Linked DNA regions of Sus scrofa: regions 1 and 2 are each linked to region 3. A link is a contact called in public HiChIP or PLAC-seq and promoter capture Hi-C data. All regions are on one chromosome and are shown on one strand. Each heading gives the region's core, a stretch centred on a gene start, on an enhancer-like site or on the middle of the called end of the contact. The rest is flanking DNA. Distances are from core to core; before and after follow the strand shown.

Region 1 (3,307 bases), core at 732-3,231, 120 kb after region 3:
CCTACACCACAGCCACAGCAACACGAGATCCAGCCTCATCTGCGAGCTACACTACAGCTCACAGCAACACCAGATCTTTAACCCACTGAGTGGGGCCAGGGATCGAACCCACATCCTCATGGATGCCAGTCGGGTTTGTTAACCACTGAGACACAATGGGAACTCCCAGAAGTAGGTTTTTAAGGCTAGAGAAAGGAGCTGCAAATAAGGAAAGGCAAAAATGAATTTTGTGGTGTTGGAGTGAAATAGGAGTAGCAATATGAACTCAGGGTTGTTAATATTTATATGGGCAGATACAGACGTATAGGTATGTGTACAGGTATGCATGTGTTTATCTCCTAGCTCTGTCCCCTTGGAAGCCGTGACCTCTAGTAGCCGTGAGCACACCCAGTGCTCAGATCTTGGTTTCTCACCCATGTTCTCCAATAGAAGAGACCAGGGCTCTGTGAAAAGTGGTTCATGGTGCAGGGAAATGCAAGAAAGTGAGGCAGTTCTGAAATCAGGCATGTAGTTGAACAAGAAAGCACAGAAGCCAGCCTGAAGGAGCTCCTAAGAGTTGCCCAGTTTGAGCAATAACCAAAAAAAGAGTGATAGTATTGCGTTACTATCTGTGGAATGATCCACACTGATAAATCAATAGGTAAATACACGCGTGGTGTAGGTCAAGCCCCATCACTTCTCTGCCCGTCTCTGTCTTCTTTCCAGATAGTAGTGCCATTCTGAATGGGGTCGTTTTCTCTTTTGATCATTCCCCAATAAATGTGTAGCCTAACTGAGTGGCCCTGAAGGTCATCCATGGAGTCGTTCATAGTTAGGAGAAAGAAGTCACGAGTCAGTGCCAGTGTGAAGGGAGGTCACCGGTGTGGTCAGCTTCGATCCAAGTTTATGAATTTATAATTGTCCAAAACCCCCTCTGGAGTCGGGTGAATCTTTAGAGTTCTCCTCACGTGCTGGGGGTAGAGTAGTGTGACGGGGAAGATCTTGGCTATTTCCAGAGGTTCCCCAGGGGCAGCGTTTGTAAAAGTGCTGAGGACTTAGAACAGGCTTTTGTTTTCCCAAAGGACAGATGTCAGAACGCTCTTGGCTTTGTTAGGAGGACACGTGGCCGAATGTATTAGGATATATCCCACCTCTCTTTTCAAAGAAAATAAACATTTCATCTTCAAGATAAAGGGGACATTCAAGATAAACAATGATGGTGTAAAAGACTTTTCAAGGAAACGTGCTGGGGGTTGAACATTTTGAAAATAGTTGTTTGGAACTATTTATATTATATTTTATTGCCAGAAGCAATGAAAGTTTGTAAAGAAACAAACAACAAAAATATTTTCACATTTGTTGCCGTAAATCTTAGCATTTCCTGATCTGTCTAAAATATTCTGAGAGTTCTTTGTTTTAAACTCATTTATTGAAAATTAATACTTTTGACTATGGCAGGTGACAGTCTACTGGCTAAATTTTTGATACTTTTGGTTGGGATTGAAAAATGGTTGTAGAAATATGTGCTTCTGTTTAGATCTTATTTTGTGCGAATGATTTTTTTTTTTTTTTTTTTTTTTTTACAAAAAGCTGTGACAGATACTGAAATAAATTGAAGCTGGAATAGGACTGTTCATTCTAACAAGATGGAAAAGAACAAGATAATAAAGCCTGGCGGCAGCAAGGGGAGGGATCTCCATATTCCCTCAACTTTTGGGTTGTTTACCTCTTTATGTACACATTTGAGCATGTGTCCTTAGTATACATTATTATTTTATTGGATACGTATCTCTCCTTTATGGCACTTGCGTTGTTTCTGTATTCATTATTATGGGTCTCCCAGCCAGGGCTATAGGCCTCGTGAGGGCATGGATCCTGTCTATGTTGGCTTGTGATTTGACCTCTGGTGCCTGACAAACTGCCTGGCACACACTGGAGTCGTTTCTGTGAATGGACCGTCCCAGTAGAGGGCAGTACGGAATGCTTGGGCTCCAGTGGACAGGAGTGCGCTGCTGGCACCTAGTGGCCGCTCCTGGACACGCGCTGCTCGGGACTGTCCGCCGCTCAGGGCCAGCACCGCTGAGGTCGACCGTCCTGTTCCTCCCATTCAGAAACCAGAACATGTACTGTATTTCCGCAGGGGTTAAGTGCCAGTCGTTATCAAGCCGTTCCGTTTTTCTGGGCTTTCCCTCGGGTTGTTTCTCAGTTTTTCCAGGGGGAGTTTGTCTTTTGGTAGATTGAAGAGTACACTCAGGGTGAACCTGTGTTTCAGGAAAGGTAACAGTGTTTCTCTCTTGCGCCTTTGGGGGTGCTGCCAACCCCTTGGAAATCTGGGTAATTTGACTGTTACCAAGAGAATACTTAAATCGTGAATTTACAAATGTTTGATCATTTATTTACCTAAAGCTCCTCTTTCTGGCACTTTGCTCATTGCCCCCCAAAGAAATAACCTCTAAAACTTCCCATATATATTTCTGTTCTTTTAACTCGTTCTGAATGAAATGTTCAGTCTTACTTTAAAAGTGAAACATGAAAACATTACTTACAGTGTCTGCCACTTCGGATGGTTAATTTCTTGTGTTTCCTTCTCCCTCATCCCAGGCTGCAACCCCATTGTTCAGTTCTGTGGTAATATTCTGCTCTCGCGCCACTTGTTTTTGTGTAAAAGCCAACTTAGTTCTGCAAGAGAGTTGTGTGTTTTTTTTTTTAAATATTTTGGGTTCTTTTCATTGACTGAAAAAGAGAAGAAAATAGCTTTTCTATGATAAGGTTGGAGTACACATCAGGCATATAGATAAGCGATGGAATGTCAGAGTAATTTCTGTTTAAAAAGATTAACAATGTACAGCCAAAGTCTCTCTCCACACCTGTCCTCTAACCAACGAGAAGTAGTTTTGTGGGTTATTTGGGTGCTTTTTAAGGGCCACACCCACGGCATATGGAGGTTCCCAGGCTAGGGGTCTAACTGGAGCTACAGCGGCCAGCCTACACCACAGCCACAGCCACACCAGATCTGAGCTGCATCTGCGACCTACACCACAGCTCATGGCAATGCCAGATTCATAACCCACTGAGGGAGGCCAGGGATTGAACCCGCAACCTCATGGTTCCTGGTGGGATTTGTTTCCACTGTGCCACGAAGGGAACTCCAACTGAAAGTAGTTTTATAAGGTCACTTAAGATGTGGTTTGTATCTTTATGTAAGATGATCTCCACGTACCTTTCTTAGGAATACTGTGTTGTTGTTTTTATATATAATCCTCGTGCTTCACAGTGAAAACCAAATAATTATCAAAGTATATTCCCTTCATTTTGCCCTCTAGTATTT
Region 2 (3,564 bases), core at 397-2,896, 100 kb after region 3:
TTTAATGGTTCCCGTCTCTTCTCTTGACTCGTACCCGTGCTTGTAACCTGGTGGTAGAAATGGTACAAAATGAGCATATCCCACATGCGCTCGGTGCATTTCTGGGCAGAAATGAAACACCTCTTTAAAGGTATTTTTCTGTATGGTCATTTTGTAGCACTTTGTTATAGGCAGCGAGAACCTCTCAAGCACTATTGCATTCCTTCCTGTCTTTGTTGGTAAAGGCACCAGAGGGCAGGCTGCGCAGAATAATCTCTGGCTGTCTCCAGATACTTGCCCTAGAGCTCCGGAGGCACGCAGCCTGCTTGCAGGTTATCGTGGGTCATGATCCTACCAAAGAGTTTGATGCAGCATAACAGGTGAGCCACTGCTCTCGCTGTTCTCATCACCTGCTCACCAGCCCACCTGCTTTACGTTTTTGTTAACGGTAGTTCCCCACACTTGATAACAGTTTTCTGTGTTAACTCAAGCATGGGTTAAACTGCTGTGCAGAGACCCTCAGATGTAGCAGTGGCTTAAATAAAACCTTCATTTTGCTTTCATGTAATGTTTCTGAGTGGGACATCTAGGCTGATGGGGTGGTTTTGCTCCCTGTGGTTGTTGATGGACCCACGTTCCTTCCAGCCTGTTTCTCTGCCCTCCCCTGGGGTGCTGTTCTTGTCTGCAGCATTGCAGCTGGGTTGCTGACATGTTCCTGGTCCAGTCTCTAGGAAAGAGGAGACATGATTTAGTCTGGAGCAAGTGCCTTCCTCTTTGGTGATGTAGAAGTTCATGGTTACTTCGGGTTGTATTCTGTTGGTGAGAACTTAACCTGCTCTAGCTGCAAAAGGGGTTGCAAATAAAGTCTACAGCTGAGCAGCTATGTGCCCTACTAAGGCATGAATAACACAAGAAAGAGAGGGCACATTTTTGTCCTTTGTCCATTTTTCTGTGTGCCTTGTTCATCTGTGGAGTTCTTTACATATTCTGGAGTTGAATACCTTTTTGAGGGCACAAAACACATGTATTTTCTTTCCATCTGTGATGTATTTTTAAATTTTGTCCATGGGGTCCTTTGTCATGTAGAAATTTAATATTTTATGTAGTCAAATTTGCAGGCCTTTTTATAATCCATCTTTGTTATAAATATGTTTTTTTGTAGATTTGATTCTGGGTACTCTATATCAATTTTGTGGCTGGGGTAGACAGGACAGACACCATGATTAATAGGCCCCACAAGCACTTAATTTATGGTCAACTTTTCTATTTCAATTTAAAACAGAAACATTATTTTAAATAGGAAAACCAAATCCATCTGTTGGATGCCTCATTTCATCATTAATTTTATGATCTGATGGGATTTACAGTTATTTCTAGTTATTTCTAACTAAAAAATTAATAGTTCTCAAAACTATTCATTTGTCAAACTAGTTCTGTAAAATTCATTTTGAATCTAGAAGACTTTGATAGTTGTAAAAATAAGGGAGTCATTGAAATGTCCATCTGAGAGGTGAGAGGTCACATTTGCCGCCAAAGTAAGTGTTCAGGCTGCTGGATGGGCCTTGCATGCAGCGAAAGTGTGGTCTGGGGGTCAGGAGGACGTTAGGGCCAGAGATGTTGCCGTAAAGATCAGTGAGACCAGAGGAGGTTGTTGAACTCTGGGTAATAATTAAGTGCTTCCTGGATGAGCACAGAAAGGCCGTACAGAGGCTGCACTCCCATTTAGAGGCCTAAGGAAGACAGCTGAAGGGACAGATGTGAGACCATTTAATCTTTGTTAACCTCATGAGATGTAGTAGCTTTCTAACTTTACAGAGAAGTGAATTAGCCTGAGAGAGAAGACTTCTACGTCACGTTGTCTGTGGTTGGTAGTGGGTGGAGGTGGTCCTTGAGAGCAGGTCCGAAGGACTCAGAGCCCGTGGTGATCCAGGACTGCGCTTAAGGGGTGGGGAGCATTTCATTGAGGAAGCTTAGTGAGGGGCCCCTGGATGGTTCTTTGGCCACCAGTGGGGGTCGAGAGAACAGTGCTGCGGGGGAGAGGATGGATGCCGTACGGGAGGGCTTATCTGCGGAAGAAGGTGTCGGGTTTGCCCCCCGCCCCGGTCCCATTGCAGGAAGTTTGGTGGTGAAAAGGAAGGAGAGAAAGCCTGGAGGAGCATGAAGGACTTTAAGCTGCTTGCCTTTTTGTTTGTTTGTTTGTTTGGGGATATGAGTCCAGGGAGGTCTAAGTAAACTCCCAGGTAGAAAAGCAGGATCCTGGAGAAGAAAGGTACTAGCCAGAGGTGGTAGTGTTTGAAGGGCCTCTCGGCATCTAGACTGCCTCCTAAGCAGGCATGTGTGAGGTGTTGTGTGGGGTTGGAGTCTTGAGGATAACTGAAAAAGGCAGTGGAGTCAGGATCATTTAGCTTTTAGAGTGGCTGATATTACAGGAGTTCCCGCTGTGGCACAGCGGGATTGACAGTCTCTGCAGCGGCAGGGACTCGGGTTCAGTCCTTGGCCTGGTGTAGTAGGTTAAAGATCCAGTTGCCACAGCTGTGGAGGAGGTCACAGCTCGGGATTGGATTGACTCGGGTTTGATCCAGGGCCCCAGGAACTCCATATGCCGCACGGCTGCCAAAAAAGAAAAAAAGATGATACTTTCAATTTATAAATTATGAAGAAACTTTTTTACAAGTCACATTAAAGTATATCTGTTCTATAGGTGAACTGCTATAATCCTGAAAATAAGGTTCTTAATGGTTATTACTAAGATTGAAACGTCTCTGTGAGTTCCCGTCATGGCTCAGTGGTTAATGAACCCGACTAATAGCCATGAGGATGCAGATTCGATCCCTGGCCCTGCTCATTGGGTTAAGGTTCTGGCATTGCTGTGAGCTGTGGTGTAGGTAGCAGATGAGGCTCGGATCCTGCGTTTATATATAAAAGCTTTTCTTGTGTTTCTTTTTTAGGGCTGTACCTGCAGCATATGGAAGTTTCCAGGCTAGGGGTTGAATCGGTGCTGTAGCTGCCAGCCTACACCACAGCCACAGCAACACAGGATCCGAGCCACATTTGTGACTTACACCACAGCTCACAGCAACGCCAGATCCTTAACCCACTGAGCGAGGCCAGGGGACTAAACTGTGACCTCGTGGATACTAGTCAGGTTTGTTTCCATTGCGCCACAACGGGAACTCCCTCTTGTGTTTATGGTTATTTGTTTACATTCTTTTTCCTTTATGATGTGTACTTTATAGATAAATAGACTAAAGATTGGTATAAATACATAATGACTTTTTATATTCTCTTGTTTACTATTAAGCAGAAATCAAAGAACAATCAGCAGAAGAGGATGCTGAAGCAGAAGTGGACAACAGCAAACAGCTGGTCCCAGCCCTTCAGCGCTCTGTGTCTGAGGAATCTGCAAGCTCCCTGGTCTCTGTTGGTGTCGAAGCCAAAATCAGGTTAGAGAATGAATGCAGGTGGTTTGGAGACTGGTGACAGGAGGAAGGGCAGTGAGTCGACTATAGAGGCAATTCAGAGTGCAAGCAGAGGATATGAGCTGGATGGAACTGCATTATTTCGCAGCTCTAAGCTTGAGGCTGA
Region 3 (3,369 bases), core at 252-2,751:
GTGACTTGCAGTTTGCATGATCGGATCCTTAAGTCCTCCCAAATGCTCAAGTAAATTGTCCTGATGTGGAATTTTGTGCATACGAAACGTACAGTTGGGGATGACTAGTTCAGACTTTCAGTACTGAACGCAGATAATCATTTGGATCAATAATTCAGTTTTTGAAAGGATACTTTAGCGCAAGGTACAGAAAAATAAAAAGGGTCATAAACGATCACTTTATAAGTTTATGATTAGTTATGTAGATGTTCTATTTCTATGTACAATAGACACTTTTAATTTATAGTTTGCATTTGCCAAGCCAGCTTCTCCCCAACCTCAAATTTTAAATTAATAACTTGAAAAAGGCAGCAGGAATTAAACTGAAGGAATTCAAATGACTATGTTATTGTAGTTCTCATTTCAGCCATTTCAGAAAACTATGGTTTTAGTCAGAATAGGCTCTGGAAATCAAACTGTGTCTTTGCCCAAAGAAGAAACAGGATTCAAAGTTTACACTTCTGGCTATTGGGAGGAAGGGAAGGCAAATAACGTAGCAGGGAAAATCAGCTTATTATTTTTACCTTATACTGAAACTGTTGTGAAGATTGAAAAAACCATAATCAGAAAGTGCCTAGTGTGTCCGGCCTAGAGCAAAAAATGATAGTTTACGCCAATCCTTTTGAAATGGTTGATAGGTCTTTCTCCCAATTCAAAGTCCCCTAGTGAGTGGAGAGGAGACGAGCCCAGAGCCCAAGTGTTAATCCCGGTGAGAATAAGAAACCCAGACTCCCGCCTTTGAACTCTCCTTCCTAAGCGCACATTGCCGATTTTCTCATTCGAGCCCCATTTCCCTTTTACCGTTCTCAATGTGTTACTCGAGGTGGCTTACAAGAACTTCGACTTTTGTCGCTTCATCACAACACACGGAACGTTAAGAAACCGCGTTGGGATTTTATCGGTTTATTATGACTTTCAGCATTTTCTTCCTCAAAATGTCATCGTCCTTTTTGTCTAACAGCTTTATAAACCCTTTCTGGATCATTAAAAAAAGGACGCTGTGATAACGAAACTACCCTCGGAATTGGATTAGAACGAAGTTGCACTCCATTTTTCTCCATAGACGCGCATTAAAACGAAAGAACGCTGAACGTGCGCCCGGCGGAGTCCCTCTGGGCCGGTCTACGCGCCCCGCCGGGGGCGGGGGGAGGGGGGAGGGGGAGGCGGGGGGGGGGAGGGGAGGGGAGGCGCCCAGGGGAGCCCAGGTCCGGCCGCGCGTGGCGCCGGACCTGCCCTGCGCTCCCCTGCACGTCCAGGGAGGCCGAGCGCCTTCGCAGCGGGGACGCGGCCCTCCTCATCCTCGCTCTCCCTCCGCGGAGTTCCCCGACCCCGATCCCGGATTATCCTATCCGCAGCTTGGCGCTCTCCGGAGCCGGAGCCGGAGCTGCCGCGCCGCCCGACCGCCGCGTCAGAGGAGGAGGGAGCGGGGGCGGGGGAGGGGCGGTGAGGTCAGCGGCGCGGCGCGTCCGCGGGCGGCGCATGCGCGGAGCGAGCCCCGTGAGTGGCAGCGGTGGCGCGCGGGGGGCGGTGGGGCCAGCGGAGTGGGGGAGGGGGCGGGGGCGTCGCGGCGGCCGTGTGTGGGCGAGACGGCGGCGAGTTTGAGAGGTCTGTGGTGCGGGGCGCCCGGGGGAGACCCGGCGCGGCCCTCGCGCGACGGCCACGGTCGTGTGTGTGTCTGTGTGTGGTACACGCACACCCGCAAAACTTCCTCCTCCCCTGCCCAGGAGGGCGGGCGCGGGCGCTGAGGGGCCGGCGCTCGCGCAGCCCGGAACCCACAACAACTGGAGCAGCTGTCAAAACTTCGCCGCCGCCGCCCGGCCAGACGCGGCTCGCGCGGGGGAGGGGCAGCCGGCGGGGGGCGCGACCCCCGCCCGCCCGCCAGCCAGCCCCGCGGGCCCGCCGCTCCCCGCGCCGCGGCCCCTCTCTCCTCCCCGCGGCGGGCGGCCTGGGGGAGGGGCGCGGGCGGAGACCCCGGGGCCGGCACCCCCCCCCCGTGCCCCGCAGTAGCCCCGCCCCGCCCCGCCCGGCGCCGCCCGCCCCGCGCCCGCGCCCGCACCCGCGCCCGCACCCGCACCGCCCGGCGCCCGCCCGCCCCGCCCGCACCTCCCCGCCCCGGCCCGGCCCGGCCCGGCCCCTCCCTCCCGCCCGCCCCGCCCGCCGCCCCCCGCCCGGCCCCTGCGCGCCGAGGTGCGCGCGCCCGCGCGTATGTGTGTGAGTGCGTGTCCTGCTCGCTCCATGTTGCCGCCTCTCCCGGTACCTGCTGCTGCTGCTCCCGGGGCTGCGGGAAATGCGAGAGGCTGAGCCGGGGAGGAGGAACCCGAGCAGCAGCGGCGGCGGCGGCCGCGGCGGCGGCGGCGGCGGCGGCGGGAGGAGCCCCCCAGGAGGAGGACCGGGATCCATGTGTCTTTCCTGGTGACTAGGATGTCGTCGGAGGAGGACAAGAGCGCGGAGCAGCCGCAGCCGCCGCCACCACCCCCCGAGGAGCCCGGAGCCCCGGCCCCGAGCCCCGCAGCCGCAGACAAAAGACCTCGGGGCCGGCCTCGCAAAGATGGCGCTTCCCCTTTCCAGAGAGCCAGAAAGAAGTAAGTTGAGTGTGAGGGAGCCAGGCCGGGAGCCAGCCGCGGCGCCGGCCCGGAGCTGTCACCGGCGCGCCCGGCCCCGCCGCCCCCGCGCGCCCCCGGCCGCCCCCGCGGGGTGGGGGTGGGGCCCGCGCCAGCCGCGCGGCTCCGGCCCGGGGCGCCCGCCCGCCCCGCGCCCCGCGCCCCGCGCCCGGCCTCCCGCGGCCGCCCCGCACCTCCTTCCGCCCGGCCGGGCTCCGACGGCTCGCGCCGCCGTCACACTTTACTTTTTAGTTTGGCCCTCGCGCCGTGTTTTCTCGGAGCTTCTGGTTTTGGCGACGTTTCTGGCAGATTCCTCTTGGGCTCGCCGGGTCGTTGGCACGGCAAGCCCGGAGCTCACCTAGGCGGCCCGGGCCGGCGCGCTCCGGGACGCTCGCCGAGCTGTCAAATGCCTGGGCCAGGTGGTCTCCCGGCCCGGGCCGCTGGGCGGGAGGAAACGCACGGAGCTAGGGCTGGTTTTCTTTGTCAGCCAGCCGCTCCTTCAACTTTTCTCGCTCCCAAACCTATGCTTTCCGCCTTTAATGATAGATTAGGAAGTCCTTTGACTTCTCCCTCCGCCCCTCCCCCACCCCAGCCCCGCACCGCCCGGCGGGCGCCGAAGAGCCCAACTCCTGTGTGCTCGCCCAGCTTCGGGGGACGGCGTGCGGCAAGTTTTGGAAACGCACTCAGGGTCCCCACCCCAGGCCGAACGGGAAGGGCACGTTGGCTCAGA

What was found. Promoter capture Hi-C pulls out the DNA fragments that hold promoters and counts their contacts. HiChIP or PLAC-seq counts read pairs in DNA pulled down with a chosen protein or histone mark.
Region 1: a contact with region 3 is called in an H3K27ac HiChIP or PLAC-seq map of alveolar macrophages. The contact joins the enhancer-like site here to the promoter of KMT2C in region 3. A contact is called at or near these places in 2 of 5 promoter capture datasets (fetal skeletal muscle and liver), 14 of 47 Hi-C or Micro-C datasets (alveolar macrophages, brain, embryonic fibroblasts and 7 more) and 2 of 2 datasets of contacts at active chromatin or transcription factors (alveolar macrophages and skeletal muscle).
Region 2: a contact with region 3 is called in a promoter capture Hi-C map of liver, with 4 times the contacts expected there. The contact joins the enhancer-like site here to the promoter of KMT2C in region 3. A contact is called at or near these places in 1 of 5 promoter capture datasets (liver), 8 of 47 Hi-C or Micro-C datasets (embryonic fibroblasts, fetal skeletal muscle, liver and 4 more) and 2 of 2 datasets of contacts at active chromatin or transcription factors (alveolar macrophages and skeletal muscle).

The regions. Positions count from the first base shown.
Region 1 is chr18:5,111,765-5,115,071 of Sscrofa11.1, forward strand. The region is part of intron 7 of KMT2C (histone-lysine N-methyltransferase 2C); the gene reads left to right. Among named protein-coding and RNA genes, the nearest start is that of KMT2C, 120 kb to the left of the region's middle. Within about 2 kb of position 1,982, at least 9 of the 83 cell types and tissues checked have an H3K27ac peak or open chromatin away from gene starts, as enhancers often do. A contact at or near this core is called in alveolar macrophages, where this site is marked.
Region 2 is chr18:5,094,340-5,097,903 of Sscrofa11.1, forward strand. KMT2C (histone-lysine N-methyltransferase 2C) reads left to right here. Exons shown (of 62, transcript XM_021079123.1): 4 at 3,284-3,422. Among named protein-coding and RNA genes, the nearest start is that of KMT2C, 100 kb to the left of the region's middle. Within about 2 kb of position 1,647, at least 4 of the 83 cell types and tissues checked have an H3K27ac peak or open chromatin away from gene starts, as enhancers often do. A contact at or near this core is called in liver and omental adipose tissue, where this site is marked.
Region 3 is chr18:4,991,712-4,995,080 of Sscrofa11.1, forward strand. It overlaps KMT2C (histone-lysine N-methyltransferase 2C), which reads left to right and starts at 1,502. Exons shown (of 62, transcript XM_021079123.1): 1 at 1,502-1,536; 2 at 2,460-2,621. The coding sequence starts at 2,461.